Linked DNA regions of Mus musculus: region 2 is linked to region 1. The links are chromatin contacts, called in public promoter capture Hi-C maps. All regions are on one chromosome and are shown on one strand. The core of a region is the stretch at or near the end of the contact, and the rest is flanking DNA. Distances in the headings are between cores, read along the strand shown.

Region 1 (3,770 bases), core at 651-3,150:
TGCAGGAATAGAAACCCTGACTAAGACACCTTCATGTCTAAGATGCAAATTCAGTGCATAGAGGTTGGTTTGGAAGCTTCTGGTGCTCCATCCATAAGTGAAGCCAGACCTCTGGGCTGGGAGGGCTATTGTCATTTTCCCTGTAATTTCATTACTTGGGCCATATTCTGTTTTTTAAAAATAGCAGACACCTTCGTGTGTGTGTGTGTGTGTGTGTCTGTCTGTCTGTCTGTCTGTCTGTCTCAAAGGACAGCTCGGTGGAGTGGGTTTGTGTCTTCACTTTTGCATGGGTCCCTAGAATCAAACTCAGGTCACCAAGCTGGTGTGGTCAGTGTCTGAATTCCTGAGCCATCTTGCTGACTAAACACAAGTCTGTAAACAACAGAACTTACCAAATACTTTTATCTGGGTCTAGATCTGTACATAACCATTTCAGGGAGAGTTTGGGCTGTCCTGAGAACTTATTGCTGTATTACAGTGTCCATCACAAACTACTTACCTCCTCTCTTCCTGTAAGCAGCCAGAGGTCATCTGCCAAGATGTTTCGCTACTCTCTTGACCCAGAAAAACCCCCCAAAATCATGCAAATCAAGAGGTTCAAACCTTCGTGTTCACTTTAAGAACACCCGGGAATCTGCCCAGGCCATCAAGGGTATGCATATCTGCAAAGCCACCAAGTATCTGAAGGACATCACTTTAAAGAAGCAATGTGTGCCATTCCGGTGTTATAATGGTGGAGTCAGTAGGTGCGCCCAGGCCAAACAATGCGGCTGGTCGGTGGTCAAAAAAGAGTGCTGAATTTTTGCTGCACATGCTTAAAAATGCAGAGAGTAACGCTGAACTTAAGGGCTTAGATTTAGATTCTCTTGTCATTGAACACATCCAGGTGAACAAGGCACCTAAGATGCGCCGACGAACCTACAGAGCTCATGGCCGGATTAACCCATACATGAGCTCCCCCTGCCACATTGAGATGATCCTCACTGAGAGGGAACAGATCATTCTAAAGCCAGAAGAGGAGGTTGCACAGAAGAAAAGGATATCCCAGAAGAAACAAGAAACAAAAACTCATGGCACGTGAATAAATTCAGCATAAAATAAATGCAGATAAAGTTAAAAAACAAACAAACAAACAAACAAACAAACCTACTTACCTCAAAGATGAGCCCAGGAACACAAATTTGGTTTTTCCAAAAGATTCTCCACCATGGATGAAGTTAGGTGAGATATTACTAGCTAGAGAATAAAGCCATAAATCAAGGCATTTACCAGACACATTGGTGGGGACCACAGATAGGAAGGATAAGGCAAAACTAGGAAAACACTTAACTCAGTTTTAGATATTATTTAGTGATGCTATTGGCTTTTGGATTGGTGAAAACCATTGTTGGTCTAGGAATATATTTTAAAGGTATTCATTGTCACAAAGCTGTTAAGTTAGACAGGTGGACGATGAATGGATTTCAAAAAGGCTAAGAATAATCCATGATAATTTGGTTTTGGTCTGCAGGATCCTAATTCCACAATCACAGCGTTATCTTATTTGGCCTTGTACTATCTTTAACACAGGTGATTGTTTTTTGTCATATTCTCCCCTCCTCCCCCGGCCCCAGTAAAAGTAGTTTCACAACAGAAAACGACGGTGTGCGCTTCGGGGTAGTTTGGTTTCACCTGTACTCTGAAGAGCAGTTTTAAAACCCAGGTAGTGTTGCTTGTTCCTGGCAGAGACCATGCAACCGAGTATGCCCAACTAAAGGGAGCTGCACCTGCAAGCTGCAGGTGCTGGGCACGAGCATCTGGGATCAAGGGCTTGGCTGCGGAACGAAAGAACGCCACACCCCGGGAGTTCGGCGGACACAGATCGGAGGCCGGACGTTGTGAGCCAGGAAGGACCGCCTCTTCCGGTCTCACAGTTGTTCTTCGCTTGGTCTCCATGGCTTCGCTGGGAAGGCAGGTGAGGTTGCCCTAGGTCCCGGGCTCACAGCGGCTGTTGGCGGGACGTTCAGGAGGCGCTGACGCTGGTTCTTGGTGTTCCGGTCTGGGCACCTTGTGGCAGTAGCGCTCCCGGGTGGCGTGTGCACAGACAGTGTGGCCCTCAGAATAGCTTCTGGCTTCTCCGGAGTTTCGGCTGTGTGCTGCCTAATGGCTAGGGAGGCCTGGACCACCACCAGCGGCAAGAGCGGGGTGTTTGAGACCATTCTGGCGGGCACCGGATGCTCTGTGCTTAATTTGTTATGTGCTAGTCCCAACACCTGGGGCTACTGTGTACAAATCGACAGATTCCTTCCCCCAAATATTCTTCTTTTAATGGAAGGGATCCTTGAAAAACAAAACAAAACTATCCTTTGTTGGAATGAAATTAGGTAGTGTACCTGTCTGGTGGCTAGTCTGAGGTTCAGAATTTTCAACCAAATACTATTGCTCGTGCCCTGTATCTTCAGTATGTAGATATTGCTTATGCTTCAATATCTTCAGTAAGTGCGGTCGTTTGCATGCTACTTTTATTCTTTGGAGACTTTTTAGACCCAGAGAAGATTTTACAGATTGTTTACAAAAACTGTTAGCTTTTGTGGGCCAAGGGTCAAGCTGAGGTTCAAGGTTACTGGCTCAGTAATCTTGTGGTGGTCATTATTCTGAGGTGGGACTGATTCTGTTTTTGCTCTGCCTTACAGGTTCCTGAGTGGCATCGTCTACTGGCCCTCTCCTGGGCCTGTTTGGTTAGGCAGACCCCTCATCTCAGAGAACAGAAACAGATGAGCCCTTCTTTGTCTTGCAAACTGACTACAGTGCCCGGTAGAGGAAGCTTTCAAGAGTTTTCCAGCATTACACCCCAAAAGTACATGCAGGAACCAGAAAACAGGACACGACTTGTTCAGTGTCTTCATGAGGAACAGAAGCCTTGTGTGGATCCTGAGTCCTTGGAGCCTGAAAAGGTCATCCGTTCCCTCCAGGACATGGGTTTTGCTGAAGCCCACATTCACAGCTTGTTTAGTATACAGCCAAGTGTCCATCCTCAACAGTTGCTGGGTATAGTTTCAGAACTCCTACTCTTGGGGTTGAACCCAGAGCCTGTATTTAATGCCTTGAAGAAAAATCCCCAGTTGCTGAAACTGTCTAGCATGCAGATGAAGAGGCGTTCCAGTTACCTTCGGAAGCTTGGCCTTGGAGAAGGTATAAGATGCAGCAGACTTTATAGAGGGAGAGGAGTCAGTTAGGGAGAAAATAGCTTACCCTAGCAGGGATGTCCAGCCTTTTGATAGTAAGGCATGGAATTGTCACCTACAAATGAGCTAGGCTGCATTCATCAATACCCTGGGATGCATGTGTGCTGTGGGCTAAACACACCTTACTCAGAGGAAGTGAGGTAGGAAAGTTTGCTGAGGAGAGGTCAGTGTCTTCAAGAAGATGTGCAGTGGGCTCTCTGCAGATGCCGTTGTAAGGGGGATGTGGGATAGAGGAGCCCAAGAAGAGAGAACCAAGGCCAAAGTGAGCCTCCTGTGTGTTCATTGAGATCTCTAGCTCCAGATCAATGGGGACATGGAGTCTGGTTTTGGTGGGTTAGTGTTGCTCTATGGTAGTGATGTATGTGTATGCAAATGTGTGACCTCCGCAAAAACATCCCACACACAGCTTTCAGAGCTGATGGTGCCCGGTTCCTGGAAGGCTGTTAGAGTGCCCTCCACCTTCCAACAGCTGTCACCCTTCTGGAGAAGGGAGGTGGGGCTCTCCAGTGAACTCTACCCATTTGACTGCTTTTATTTCATTACTGA
Region 2 (3,939 bases), core at 533-3,032, 520 kb before region 1:
ACAAAACCACAACAAACAAACAAAAAACAAAATAGAAGAGGCAAGAATAAAGACAGAAGCAGAAGCTGGAGGGTTACCAGCAACACCTAAAGTCACCGGAAGTTCACAGTGGCAAGAAGGACCCTCTCCTAGAGCCTGCAGAGAACACACCTGCTTCCGAACTCTCTAGGCTTCTAGAACTGGGAGAGATGCCCTTGGTGAGAGCCAGCTAAGAAGAAGCTGAGCAGATGCAGGCAGCCGTGTCCACAAGTGCTCACTTTAGCCAAGTGCTACACCTTTTAATCTGCCGATTTTATTCTCAGAAGACCTTGGTGGTGTCATCAAAGGGATATGAGGCAAGCGGACGAGGAATCTGTTCCCCTCGCCCACGTCCTGGCTCACCCCGGACGGTCTTCAGCCAGTCAACGTTGCATGTCTGCAGTTGCTCTGGATCTGTGATAACTCTGCCAGGTATGATGCATTCAAATGCAGCCAGGTCCTCCTCGGACACAGTAGAAAACGGCAGCCGTTGCACCGGATATCGCTCAGGGGTCAGCGTCACCTCTGGGCCGCCAGCTACCACGGAGTATGCTCTGTGAGCCAAGGGGCTGTACACACCCCGAGGGCAACCCAGCCGCTTCAACCCCACACAAGCTCTCTGGGTGTAGGTCCTCCTCCATCCTGGAGATGCCCAGAGGACCCTTGCAGACCATCTGGACACCAGAGGGAGCACCATTGTTCCTGCTCTTGAGAGGGGGCTGGGAGGGGGGGGGGGAGAGAGATTGAATTTGCGATTCGTAAGCAATGAAGCAATGAGAAAGCCCCACAATAACCTCTGCACCCCATCTGAAGTCACCTACACAAAGCCGCCTACAGCGGCTGTTCTCAACCTGTGGGTCGCGACCCCTTGGGAGAGTCACATATCAGACATAATGCACATCAGATTTTTTACATTGTGCTTCATAACAGTAACAAAATTAGTTATGAAGTAACATTGAAAACGTTTTATGGTTGGGGTTCACGGAAACACGAGGGTCCCAGTGGTCAAGGAACGTTGAGACTCGCTGGCCTAGAGAACAGGGCGGCTTGGGGCTGCAGGATGCAGAGGACTGGAGTCTTAGGAGGGTTCGGTTCTTAATGTTTCGCCCTGCAGTATTACAGTCCCGAGACTCCACTGAGTGAATACCTATGGGCGGTGCTGGCTCTCCAGGGCATTCATTGTATTTTAACTTTTGCAAGAAAAAGGAAGGTATCCCGGAATTGTGCACCCAAACACAATTGAAAGGAGAATTTTACATTTTACGTAATACTCTGCCACCAGTTTTACAAAACCTGGGTACATCAACAAAAAATGGCTTAAAAGAGGGAAGGGAAGGAAACCGGCCCGCACACTGGTAGCTATCCAGAAGAGGCCGCCTTCCAACTGAAGGCTCGCTCTATTTGGCTGCTGCTTCCGCCTTACCTGAGACGAAAAAACACAACACGACATGCGCAGAGCATGCGCATGCGCCATGTGTTGTGACGTCAAGGAGGACCAACTATTTGCACTCCCAGCCCACACGGCCCGTGGGTGTAAGTGAGAAGCGATGCGACTAGGTTCGCCCTGCCGGCAATCCCAACTCACACCTGACCTGTGCAATCACTTGACAGGCCACAGCCCGGACTGCACAGACTCAGACACCAGCACCCTCCACCCAGGAACTACAGCTAGCCCACTACGCACCCTAGCTTCCGTCCGAGTGCAAAGACCGAGTCCGCACCCGCACCCTGCTTCCCACCCCTGCAGAACCGTAGGCCTGAACTAGAGGGGTGGAGCGAGAGACTGCGCATGTGTGTCAGCCCGCCCTTCCTACCTCACTCCACCCTGCTGAGTGTGCCCCGCCCTTCCCAGACCTTCGGCCTTGTTTATGTTCCTGCTGACCCAACCTGAGTGCCCCCCAGGTCCCAAAGTGGCGAGTATCCTGCTTTGACCAAAATCCGACTCCACGCACTTTTCCCAACTGGCCTCATTGTGGTCCACCCGACTAGCCCCAAAAGATAAGCGGTCACATCTTCAGTTCACTGTGGCTTTTTCCGCAGGGGCCACTGTCACCCTTAGAAGCTCCTCTCTTCCCCAGGCATTTCTGTCTCCCTCGATCTCCTTCTATCGATCCTACGAATCTCTGCCCTCTTCCTCTCTTCCCCGGGCTTCCCGTCTCACCTAGAGTCACTGGTCCATCAGCAGACACGACTCTGCCCAACCCTCAAAGAAACAACAAAAGCCCGAGGCTTAACCATAGGGATCACAAAGGCCAGCCCAGCTCTACAGAGCATCCCTGACCTCCTGGGGCCAGGCCCAGCCACCCAGTCCTCAAGCAGGTACGCAGTAACTTTTAGCAAATCCAAGGCACAGAGCTGCAGCCCAGCAGTAGTTTTCCTGGGCTGAGTCTGAATTATACTGTCTCCCTTCAACTCCCAGCCCTAGGTAACAGGTAATTGCTATTTCTTGCAATTATTCTGTTACTTCAGCATCCCCCAGCTATATTCAGCTATAAATAACCCCAGTAGTTTCCATTTTGCTGGCTGGACAGACCTGGTATCTGAAACAGGGTTCATCTCCCAGTTTCCTGGGGCAGCTCCAGAAACTGTCACTTCTCCCAACTTAACCACTTCCGTTTCCCATCGAGGAACAAGCCTGGAAGTACCTTCTTTAAGATGTTAAGATAATTACTTTAGATCTCTGTACCAGGGAAGAGCAGGAGGCTCCTGAAGCTGAGGCAAGAACAGAGAGGTATAGTGGTGCCAACTAAAAGCCAAGGCACTGTGGTAGTCCTTGCAAACTGGATATAAGAATATGCTGGGTGGTGGTGGTGCATGCCTTTAATCGCAGCACTTGGGAGGCAGAGGCTGGCAGATCTCTCTGAGTTCAAGGCCAGCCTGGTCTACAGAGCAAGTTCCAGGACAGCCAGAACTACACAGATAAACCAAAAAGAAAAGAGAATGCAGCATTTAGGGATCAACAGCTACACAGTGTGTGCTGGGAGGGATCAAGGTACAGCTGTACCTCCAGAAGAGCAATTCCCTCAGGTCTGCTCACCCTCCCAGGTTTATCAGACAGGGGCATTGGGACATGGTTAACACATACTAGTTGAAAGGACATTCCAGAGGCTTCTACTGGGCTGTTTCTACCAAGTTGGCCCATACTCCATAGGCCACTGAGGGTATTTAGAAGTTATCAAGACTGTCAATGTACTGGACAGTTCTGTTAACTTGACACAAGCTAGAGTTATCTGAAAGGAAGGAATCTTAGTTGAGAAAATACCTCCAATACGACCCTCCCTTTAAAAAATAAAAAATGGCATTTTTGGGCTGGAGAGATGGTCCAGTGGTTAAGACTGCTCTTCCAGAGGTCCTGAGTTCAATTCCCAGTAACTCACAACCATCTGTAATGAGATCTGATGCCCTCTTCTGGTGTGTCTGAAGACAGTAACGGTGTACTCACATACATAAAATAAATCCTTTAAAAAAAAAAAAAGGCATTTTCTTAGTGATTGATAGGAGAGGGCCCAGCCCACTGTGGGTGGGGCCTTCTCTGGGCTAATGGTCCTGAATTCTATATGAAAGCAGGCTGAGCCAAGCCATGAACTCAAGCCAGTAAACAGCACCTCTCTATGGTCTCTGCATCAGCTCCTGCCTCCAGGATCCTGCCCTATTTGAGTTTCTGTCCTAACGTTCTTTGGTGATGAACAGTAATGTGGCACTGTGAGTGTCTCCAAGGTCATGGTGTTTTATCACAGCATTAGTAACCCTTAGACAATCAGTTACAGGCTCAGGAAAGACACCTACGTATTTGGTCCTTTTAAACACCCAGTACCCGATCACCAAAGCCAGCAGTATCTTGGACCCTTCCCCTAAAACCACAGCCTCTGACAAAGTGTTTCCCATGATGGATGCAAAGCTCGGTCTCATGCTGACCATGTT

The links. Capture Hi-C pulls out chosen DNA fragments and counts their contacts.
Region 2: a contact with region 1 is called in a promoter capture Hi-C map of liver. The contact joins the promoter of D2hgdh here to the promoter of Mterf4 in region 1. A contact is called at or near these places in 1 of 115 datasets of contacts at active chromatin or transcription factors (thymic regulatory T cells) and 1 of 9 other capture datasets (liver).

What each region holds. Positions count from the first base shown.
Region 1 is chr1:93,304,009-93,307,778 of GRCm38.p6, reverse strand. Mterf4 (mitochondrial transcription termination factor 4) reads left to right here and starts at 1,900. Exons shown (of 4, transcript NM_178051.4): 1 at 1,900-1,954; 2 at 2,673-3,171. The coding sequence starts at 1,934. It overlaps Gm28535 (predicted gene 28535), which reads right to left and starts at 1,815. Exons shown (of 3, transcript NR_151531.1): 1 at 1,672-1,815; 2 at 1,155-1,236. It also overlaps the pseudogene Gm7867.
Region 2 is chr1:93,823,083-93,827,021 of GRCm38.p6, reverse strand. It overlaps D2hgdh (D-2-hydroxyglutarate dehydrogenase), which reads right to left and starts at 1,782. Exons shown (of 10, transcript NM_178882.4): 1 at 1,703-1,782; 2 at 382-737. The coding sequence starts at 715.